Linked DNA regions of Zea mays: region 1 is linked to region 2. Evidence: chromatin contacts called from public Hi-C data. All regions are on one chromosome and are shown on one strand. The core of a region is the stretch at or near the end of the contact, and the rest is flanking DNA. Distances in the headings are between cores, read along the strand shown. Region 1 holds the start of LOC100217150. Region 2 holds the start of LOC100192699 (oligosaccharyl transferase STT3 subunit).

What was found. A called contact is a pair of places that touch in the nucleus more often than the background predicts.
Region 1: a contact with region 2 is called in a Hi-C map of leaf, with 2.5 times the contacts expected there. The contact joins the promoter of LOC100217150 here to the promoter of LOC100192699 in region 2. A contact is called at or near these places in 2 of 25 Hi-C or Micro-C datasets (ear and leaf).

The regions. Positions count from the first base shown.
Region 1 is chr10:150,789,283-150,794,576 of Zm-B73-REFERENCE-NAM-5.0, reverse strand. LOC100217150 reads left to right here and starts at 1,503. Exons shown (of 20, transcript NM_001357053.1): 1 at 1,503-3,104; 2 at 3,370-3,532; 3 at 3,656-3,746; 4 at 4,051-4,187; 5 at 4,260-4,319; 6 at 4,397-4,516; 7 at 4,994-5,062. The coding sequence starts at 1,576.
Region 2 is chr10:150,358,779-150,364,194 of Zm-B73-REFERENCE-NAM-5.0, reverse strand. LOC100192699 (oligosaccharyl transferase STT3 subunit) reads left to right here and starts at 1,350. Exons shown (of 6, transcript NM_001137902.2): 1 at 1,350-2,383; 2 at 3,308-3,841; 3 at 4,548-5,002; 4 at 5,161-5,283. The coding sequence starts at 1,523.

The DNA of each region.
Region 1 (5,294 bases), core at 254-2,753, 430 kb before region 2:
AGACTATGCACTGACGAAGGCATGTTGTAAACATTTGATGCATTTACCCTTAATGGTTCAAGGAAGCTTAAGGAACCTCCACCTTTAGAACAAAGGTAGCTTATCCTCGTTACAAGGTTAAGCTTTAAGCTCTTTGACAAGAATATCACTTCATCCAGTTTTACACAAAAATGCATCAAAGCAGGAATGAAATTTTGAGAGGTTAAACTAGGTATGAAGCATGGTTATGCATAGACATGTTTCTTCTTCCTATTGTAACTTAAAGATATGCAATATATGTATAAGAGAAAAATCTAGGCACATGTGTAAATGATAGGAAGTAGTTTACCCTTTTGTACCTTCACATAGAGACACTCTATTCATTGTACTTTGTCCTTAGCCTTAGTTACTTAAGTCCTATGCTCAAGACAAAGTATAGAATTATTTTGCATAACAGATAATTCTACAACTAGTGATCATTTTCTCTAAACAAATCATTATTATCACATATCAAGTAGATCACAAATTGCATAAATTTATCCTAAACTCTCCTTTTAACTTAGTGTATATACATGAGAGACATCAATTGATAGTACATGAAGCACTAAGCAACATAAGTATCAATTGAAGCTATTCAATGATCAAAAGTATAATAGATGTGATCAAATCATATGCACTATGTTATCAAATAAACTTGTAACAGGAGAATCTAGTGATTATGCTCCTTGAGGAATTCTTATAAAAAATATTCTAATTAAAAATCTTCGAATTTTTTACTATATTCTAAAAATGAGATTTAAGGTGCTACATGCTATACGAGAAACCAAACGCCTTGTTAGCTAACCAACCACCCCTTCCAAAGAAACGGGGAAGGCTCCAATCTCAAGGCAACAAAAGAGACTGGAGTTATTGATGTTACATTTTTCATCCACATCTTTTTTCGGAACACATTCGTGTTCAATGTACCTAGAGATCAAAGAAGCCAACAAATATGCTTAGTCTGTTTGTTTAGTTTCAATATGTACCGGTTTATATGCTTCTAGTGACGTGGCGGCCCCGTCGCTGAATCGCTGGGGCTACAAGTGCCAATAGTGAGGAATATACCATTATCCGAGGAGCAGAAATTCAAACACTTTTTTCTGCGGAATAAAACCCAGTCGAGAGAGATTATTCAGGTCAGGTCGCACGCACACGCACGGCACCGGGACCGGGCACGGGGCAGCCTCACCACCGCTCACATGGCTCCGCTCGGCTTGTTTTCGGGCGGGCTTTGCCTGCTCCACCGCCGCAGCTGCCGAGAAGACACGCAAAACAAAACCCCAAGACCACAAGGAAACACGAGCGCTAGTGGCAGGTGGCAGCGAGTGAGAAGGTGAGCTCGCCTCCCTCGCGCCTCCCATTCCCCCCTCGCGCAGTCCTATCGTAGGAATGGGATGAGGCCGGGGCCCCTCCCTCCTTCCTCCTCGGCGCTTCTCCCGTGACAAGCCTCCATTCTCCAGTCCGTGAGCACTCCACTCCCTGTCTCCGCTTTTGTTTCTCTCGTCCCAACCTCCCCTTTTCTGCGGGTTTGATCCGCACGGTACAGGATAGGGGAGGATGGATTTGTCCAGGTTCGCCTCCGGCGTCGGGCCCAGCCGCGTGGCCCCGCGGGCGGGCCTGCAGATCGGCGCCGCCGAGAATGGCTTCCGGGCCTGCTCCCTGCGGCGAGCACGGCACCGCGGCGGCGGGAACGGGAACCTCACGGCCGCCGCGTCCACCCTCCGCGGCCGCGGCGGGCTCTTCTACCTGGCTCCCACGCGCCGGAGTCATCCCAGTCTCCGGCTCTTCTACCTGCTTCCCACGCGCGGGAGTCATCTCAGTCTCCGCGCCAGATGGCGGCCGCGCTGCCAGGGCAACGACTCATTGGCCTACGTCGACGGCCCCTTGGAGACCGCTAAGGGCTCCGGCGAGGTCGACGACAACGTGCCCACCAGCTCGGGGTCCGACGACGACAGGGGCCTCGCCGACGTCGACGGCCTCAGGGAGATGCTGCAGAGGTCCAGGAACGAGCTGGAGGTGGCCAGGGTCAACAGCACCATGTTCGAGGAGAAGGCGCAGCGGATATCCGAGTCGGCCATCGCGTTCAAGGACCGCGCCGACGGCGCCCAGAGGGATGTGTGCGCGGCCGTAGCCACCGTGCAGGAGATCATCAGCAAGGAGGCGGACGCCAAGGAGGCCGTCCAGAAGGCTACCATGGCGCTGTCCATGGCCGAGGCGAGGCTGCAGCTGGCCGCGGAGGCGCTGGAGGCCAACCGGGGCTCGGTAGGCCCGACGGAGGTTAGCATCGAAGGCATGGAGCAGGAGGCCCTCCTGTCTGCACAGGAAGAGATTAAGGATTGTCGGGCAGCCCTGTCGCGGTGCGCGGAGGAGCTGAGTCGTGTCCAGGACAAGAAAATGGAGCTGCAGAAGGAGGTTGATAGGCTGACGGATCTCGCTGGGAAGGCCCAGATGGATGCGTCCAACGCCGAAGAAGATGTTGCCAATATAATGGTGCTGGCTGAGCAGGCGGTGGCTCTTGAGATGGAAGCCTCACAGCGTGTCAACGATGCGGAAATGGTGCTGCTGAAAGCGGAGAAGGCCATAGCCTCGATTGATACCGTGGTGGAGCTACCGTCACCTGCTGAAGAGCAGAGAAGCACTGAAGAAGACAGCGTTTCTGAAGGGTACGAGTATAGCAGCGATGTCACTGATGATGTTTATGTAAGGGATGAGGTGTCAAGTATCGAGCGCCTAATGGTCGGTGACTTGACTGTTCAGGGCTTTGAGCAGCTTGAACCATCCCGTGAAATATATGATGAAGAAAGCAGTAATAAGATGTCTGTTGAGCCTCAGAAAGAAGCTGAGTCTGATTCAGATAAGTCGAAACAAGGGAAGAAGCAAGAAATGGAACGAAAGGAGCACACCAAGGAACCACTGAGTGCTCCAAAAGCACTGGTGAAGAGATCATCCCGTTTCTTCTCGGCATCTTTCTTCTCCTCCAAAGTTGATGGAGAGTTTACACCTACATCTGTCTTCCGAGGGTTAATGAAATCAGTGCAAAAACAAGCTCCGAAGCTTGTTGTTGGGATATTGCTTCTCGGTGCAGGGTGAGTCACATGACAAGTGCTGTGTGTGTTTTTTGGTTTTGCATTTTGCAGTAAGGATTTGATTTCAGATAACCGCACTCCACCAATTTACCTTGTTGGTTGTTATTTCTGTACAGATAAGTATACTGTATTCTGTATAGTCACCTCTTCTTTGCACTGAAAATCAGAAATTGGATGGAAGTGTTTTCCTTATTATAACTTGTGGGCATCACTTTCATTCATGTCAGTTAGCTGATACCTTAAAGTTTTTTTATGGGTCCTGTAGGGCATTCTTCTTAAATAGGGCTGAGAAGAGTCAACTATTTCAGCAGCAAGGCATTGCCACAAGTATTGGAAAGGTAACCTCCACAACAAAGCCCATAGTTCTTGAGATACGGCGAATTCCACAGAGAGTAAAGAAGCTAATAGAGCTCTTACCTCATCAAGAGGTACAATTTCCTCATTTGAACTACTAATTTCTGATTTCATTTTGTGTTCGTCTATGATATTCAACTGTTATGATGGAACATAGCTCACATGTAAGTTCCTTATGCTCTTCATTCCCTATTCAGGTAAATGAGGAAGAAGCTTCACTTTTCGACATACTATACTTGCTTCTGGCCAGTGTTATTTTTGTACCATTATTTCAGAAAATCCCTGGAGGTGAGATATATATTCTAATATTATTTGTGCACGGAATGGTTCAGCAGAATCAGTAGTTTTTTGCATTATTTCGGTTACCCAAGGAAGTTTGCAATTGAACGAAACGACTCCCCTTCTGGTCTCATAAACATTTACTGTTTTATTCACAACTGGGCACCATGCTTTTCCTGAGTTGAAATGCCTGAACTTCTGAAGTTAGGAGTTAGGATGCATACAAAAGTTGAGAAACATTTGTGATTAAGACCATCAGTTTTCATGGAAGTTCTGTGACCTTCTGCAAATAAGTTTTACCTTGATACCTTAGGCAGTCCTGTTCTTGGATATCTTGCTGCTGGTGTCCTCATTGGTCCATATGGGCTGTCCATCATCCGTAATGTGCATGAGACAAAGGCAATTGCGGAATTTGGAGTTGTGTTCTTACTATTTAACATTGGACTTGAGGTACACAGCTAAGTGCCTTTGGATACTGTTTCTTCTTTCAGCAAATACTGGCTTAATATCCTGCACCTGCAGCTTTCTGTGGAAAGACTAAGCTCGATGAAGAAGTATGTCTTTGGCTTGGGATCTGCTCAGGTTCTGTTCATGCTAGTGCAGCCATCAAACAGCTATCATTACTCAATTACTCCCTGGTAAATTTGAACAATTGGCAGGTGCTGGCTACTACTGCTGCTGTTGGTGTGATAGCTCATTGTTTTGCCGCACTACCAGGACCAGCAGCAATTGTTGTTGGGAGTGGCTTGGCTCTGTCATCCACAGCTGTTGTCTTGCAAGTACTTCCTTGAAACCACACTTGTTTATCAAACTCTTGTTTCTTTGTTACCGATCGAACATACGAGCAGAAACATATCTAATATGAGTTGCCATTTAGTATTTAATAAGCTACTAGTGAAATTTGTTTTCTTGTCACACTTCAAAATGCCATGTTTAGGCACAAAGTAGGTTTCATTTAGGAAGTACAAAATTCTACTTCCTCCGGTCAAAGACACTTTGACATTTTGGGCAAAAGGCAAGGTCTCTGTTCTGTCACTTTGATCACTATTTACTATTTGTAATTGAATCAAATTGATATATTATGAAAGTGGTTCCAACCCATGGTTTTTATGTTTCCAATTCAAACGTTTGACTGGAACCATGCCTTATTCATCATGTTCTCATGACTGGGGATTATATGTTTATCTGTATTTTCCAAGTTTTGTGATGATCATTTGTTGTTTGGCCTTTAAGCATTTAGTGTTCTGCTTTTCTAGGTATTGCAAGAGCGTGGTGAAAGTACGTCACGTCATGGACGTGCTACATTTTCTGTGTTATTGTTCCAGGTATAACCTCACTGTGCTCAGATATGTTCCCTGTTTTTGAAATAACACAGCTTATGCTTCAGCTTTTTATCTGTTCGTTTCTTGCTAATGTATTTCATCACATCACTTCTGTTCACAACGCCTAGATCACATGTCACAATTGCATATCTTTATGCATCTTTTGTTGTTTACATCTGTGATGCATATGTGCTAGTATGGACTTGCATGACATACTCATTCTGAAGCACCGAGA
Region 2 (5,416 bases), core at 101-2,600:
AAAAGGTACAAGATAGTCTAATACAATACAAGATAATCCAACACATGTGATATATAGTCTACTAAGAAGCTATAGAGTATTGAAGTTTGAAAGTCATCCAGAGATGTGTGAATACGCGAAACCTGGAATTTTTCACTTACTAACAAAAACCTGATTCCAAATTAGTCGGTTAGAGCAAGAGGTAAGATAATCGGAGTTAGAGTGATGAGTTTTTGTAAAGTCTTGCTCAATGTATGTGTGGAATAAACTTGTGAGCAACTCAAGAGTCAAGATAATTAGAATGAAAATAAATGGAAGATAACATAGAGAGGAGGGAAAACAAAGAAACAAACACAAGGGTCGTCACAATTTATTTACCGAAACTTAGTTTCCAAACGAAGCATATGTCTTTGCTGAAACATCTCGTAGACTATTTCAACCTGATTCTTAAGATCAAACTTAAGTTCTCTCACTTTTCTCTATCGATAAAGTTATTTTTTAACAGACTTTGCACAGGAACATCTATATTTTTACCTTACTAGAGATGGCAATGGGTACCCGCTACCCGAAACCCGTTGGGTTTTTGCTCTATTAGGGTATGGATTTGGGTCAATTTTTTACCCATGGGTTTGTTAATGGGTTCAAATGGAAACCCAACGGGTACATGGATATGGGTTTGTTCTTCCACTACCCATACCCGCAAACCCATGGGTTTTTAAAACCCGCCTTAAAATCATTATTCCTTATAAATATGTATCATAATATTATTAATTGAATATGTTCTAATTGAAATAAAATTTATGTAACAAATTTTAGGCTAAAATTAGTTATCACTTGTTCCTTTTATGCTAGCTTATTAATGTATTGATTGTCATTTACATGATGAATTATTTTTTATGTTGATGTTAGTGGGTATGAGAAACCTGTTGGGTACCCGAAACCCGCATGAGTATGGATTTGGGCAAAATTTTATACCTGTCATGGGTATGAATTTTTTAGCGGGCGTATTTTTCTTCGCGGGTATGAGTTTGGCCAATTAATATCCAGTGGGTTTTTACTTATTGCCATCTCTACACCTTACGCAGGCTAGTAACTCCACAGCTGACATGTAGGTACAACCCTACAGCAAATCAGCAAGTGTATGTCCTTCAAAGAAAAACCAACGTGTCCTTTCCCTTTCAGCCTATCGCCCACTCTGATTCTAGTGGGACTCATTGTTCAGTGTAACAGATGCGCCTACGTGCCATCCTCCACATCAGACAACTGCCTCCCGACCGTCCTGGTCCCACCAGTCAGTATGTTTATGCTCCAAAATCCAAATGGATATGGATATCCACTAGACTCCCCGACAGAACCTGGCTTGCCGTCGCCTCCGCTCGGTCTCGGTCTCGCTCTCGCTGCACTCGTCTTCCCCGCCCGTCCCCTGATCTCAGATCCAGACCAAACGAATTCCACACTAAACCCCCCCTGCCCCAGACGTCGCGCGCATGAAATGAAACCCTAGTGAGTAGTGACCCTGTCCGGATCACTGCGTGGCGCCGCCATGGCACCCTCCGCTCTGGCCTCCCTCCCGGCGCCGCTCCGGTCACTGCGGCTCAAGACGAAGCAGCAGGAGCTACTGCTCCGCGTCTCGGCGCTGGCGCTCATCTACGTTCTCGCCTTCGCCGTCCGCCTCTTCTCCGTCCTCCGCTACGAGTCTATGATCCACGAGTTCGACCCCTACTTCAATTACCGCACCACGCTCTTCCTCACCGAGAACGGCTTTAGCGAGTTCTGGAACTGGTTCGATTCCGAGAGCTGGTACCCGCTCGGGCGCGTCGTCGGGGGGACTCTCTTCCCGGGTCTCATGGTGACCGCCGCGCTGCTCCACCGCCTCCTCCGCGCGCTCTCCCTCGCTGTCCACATCCGCGAGGTCTGCGTCCTCACCGCGCCTTTCTTCGCCGCCAACACCACTCTCGTCGCCTACGCCTTTGGCCGCGAGATCTGGGACTCCGGGGCGGGGCTCGTCGCCGCCGCGCTCATCGCCACCGTCCCTGGCTACATCTCCCGCTCCGTCGCGGGGTCCTACGATAACGAGGGCGTCGCCATCTTCGCGCTGCTGCTCACCTTCTACTTCTTCGTGCGCGCCGTCAACACCGGGTCGCTCGCCTGGGCGCTTGCCTCGGCGTTCGGCTACTTCTACATGGTGTCGGCATGGGGAGGCTACGTGTTCATCATCAATCTCGTCCCGCTCTATGTGCTTGTGCTGCTTGTTACCGGGAGGTACTCACAAAGGCTCTACGTGGCCTACAATTGCATGTATGTGCTTGGGATGTTGCTTGCGATGCAGATCCGTTTTGTTGGATTCCAACATGTGCAGTCCGGAGAGCACATGGCTGCTATGGGAGTCTTCTTCCTTTTGCAGGTAATTTTCATTTGCATTCTTATGGCATGGGTTGATCCAATTTGGAGACCGAGACCAAATGAACACCACCACTTTGAATATCATATAACTGATTTAGTAGATAGATAGTCTGGAGTTGTTTGATGGCTGACACAGGCCATGTTTGAATGCACTAGAGCTAATAGTTAACTGCTAAAATTAGCTGAAGACATCCTAACAGACTAGCTAATAGTTCAGCTATTAGATACTTTTAGCAAATTAGCTAACGGTTAGCTAGCTATTTGTTAGCTAGCTAATTCCACTAGCTATATTTTAGCCAACTAAATATTAGCTCTAGTGCATTCAAACACCCCCATATTAGAACCCATGTCATATCTTCCGTTACCTGTGCCACGTTTGAAGTGTGCCGTGTGCCCAATAAATCTTGCGAAGTGGACACTCGCAATCTAGTGATACACTTACACATGTGCTAGTGTCCATGTAAGTATGTTTCACTGATTAGAATAGTAAAATTTGACTTAAATGTCTGAGGTCAAATTAAATGCCACATTAGTTGCTTAAGTCTGAGCTGGCTGCAGCATGCATCAGAAAACACTGATTTGGGAAAATGCATACTGATACCAAAATTCCTTATAACATTAAGAGATACTGCTGCATTTACGCACACTTCAGATATTGCTGTTTATCTTTGCTTCATTTACCATGTATAACTCTTGATTCCGTATCTGGTTTGTAAAGGTAAAATGGATAATACATGACTCCTTTTTTGAAAAGCTCTTATGATGCCATCCATCCCAGTAGTGTTCTGATGCTTATTGCCTATCTCTATTCAACACTAGCAGAAGTGTAGTGCCATCCTGAACTGTTGATACTAAGGTCTTCCTGTACCTTCTTTGGACAAGCGTGCATACACGAGAGCTAAAAGAAACCTTTTTCTTTTATCAGGTTTTCTTCTTCTTGGACTGGGTAAAATACCTGCTAAACGATGCCAGACTGTTTAAGTCATTCCTTCGAATTACCCTTACATGTGTGATTACTGTTGGCACCCTGGCTCTTGGTATTGGCACTGCATCTGGTTACATCTCTCCTTGGACAGGACGATTTTACTCCCTGCTAGATCCTACCTATGCAAAGGACCATATACCAATCATCGCATCTGTTTCTGAGCATCAACCAACAGCATGGTCATCTTTCATGTTTGACTTCCACATCCTCCTTTTTCTGTTCCCAGCTGGCCTTTATTTCTGTTTCAAGCGCCTGTCAGATGCCACAATATTTATTGTTATGTATGGCCTCACAAGTATGTACTTTGCTGGTGTGATGGTCCGGTTAATTCTTGTGGCAGCACCAGCCGTTTGCCTTATTAGTGCTATTGCTGCATCTGCTACAATAAAAAACCTAACCACTTTGATCAGGACAAAGAGCAGAAGTCCACAGACTACTTCTGGGAAAACAACTGGCTCAAAGTCAGCTGCTAAGGTATATTTCTCTTTTATCCAATTTTCTTTCTCTTGGAGCTAATTTTTACGAATTATTTATATATTTTGTCCTATTTTTTTCTCTGAGCTAATTTTACGATATAGTGCAGCAGCAAAGCTAGAATAAGCCTATTTAAGGTTGAAATATAATGAAGCCTTGCAAATCTTAGTCAAGTGATTGCTCTACAATTTTCATTAGACATTTACCTCCTAGAAAAAAGTGGAAAACTCCAATATATAATTTCATTTACTGATGAAACTTATGGATCTAAAAGGGTCACTTGTTTCTCAGGTTTTCTCCAGAACCCTCCTTAGAAAGACTGTACTTTTGTTGTTGCTTTAAGGGGGGTTGTACTTTATTTAGGATTGCAAAGTTGAATGAGTAATTTCCAGGGAAAAAAATGTTTAGCACTTGTTTGGATGTAGTTTCACAGAACTGTGGTACTCTGAAACTATGGCTTGACAAATAATACCGTGTTTAGAAAAAAAGATGTCATGAATGGAGTTTCTATAACTCCAAGAAGACTACAGTATTTACCCAATGGTCAAAAAATACTTTGCGTCCAAATGGGGTCTTAGTTGTTACTTCTATTACTGTTGCCACAACCAAAATTTGTTTTTTATGTATTTTACTGAAGAAACGTATTTATGTTAGAAATATATTAGCTTTAACTTCATATAACTGATATAGGCTCTTATGTAAACAGGGTGTAGTTGATCAATCTTTACCATTCCAACACAATGCTGCTATTGGTCTTCTTCTGGGTGCCTTTTACTTGCTCAGTAGGTATGCCATACACTGCACTTGGGTGACATCTGAGGCTTACTCTTCTCCATCTATAGTTTTGGCCGCAAGGGGTCATAATGGTGGAAGAGTTATCTTTGATGATTATCGTGAGGCATACTATTGGCTTCGTCAGAACACTCCTCCTGATGCTAAGATTATGTCTTGGTGGGACTATGGATACCAAATTACAGCTATGGGTAACAGAACTGTCATTGTTGATAATAATACATGGAATAACACACACATAGCTACTGTTGGACGTGCTATGTCATCTTATGAAGATGAAGCATATGAGATCATGCAGTCACTTGATGTGAACTATGTGCTTGTTGTATTTGGAGGTGTTACTGGATATTCTTCAGATGATATCAACAAGTAAGATCATCTACTTAATCATCATGCAGTTTTCAATGCCTTTTATTTAATGTGTTAGATAAAACAGAAAATATTTTATCTTGCTATTTGTTGTGGGAGCCTCTGGCACTGGTCTGCCCTTAAAGATCAGTTGATCTTACTTAGCTGCTCTTTTCCAGGTTCTTATGGATGGTACGTATTGGTGGAGGGGTTTTCCCTGTAATCAAAGAGCCAGATTACCTTGTTAACGGGGAGTATCGTATTGACAAGGGGGCAGCACCAAAAATGCTGAACTGCCTAATGTAAGTTTCCTATACATTTACAAGCCTTTTTCTAGTGTGTTAATGTTTGCATTCGTTGCTCTGTTCTTTCCTGAAAACAACTATCTGAAAAAATTTAAAAAGTCTGTTACATTGTGAAGTCTCTCCCACACTC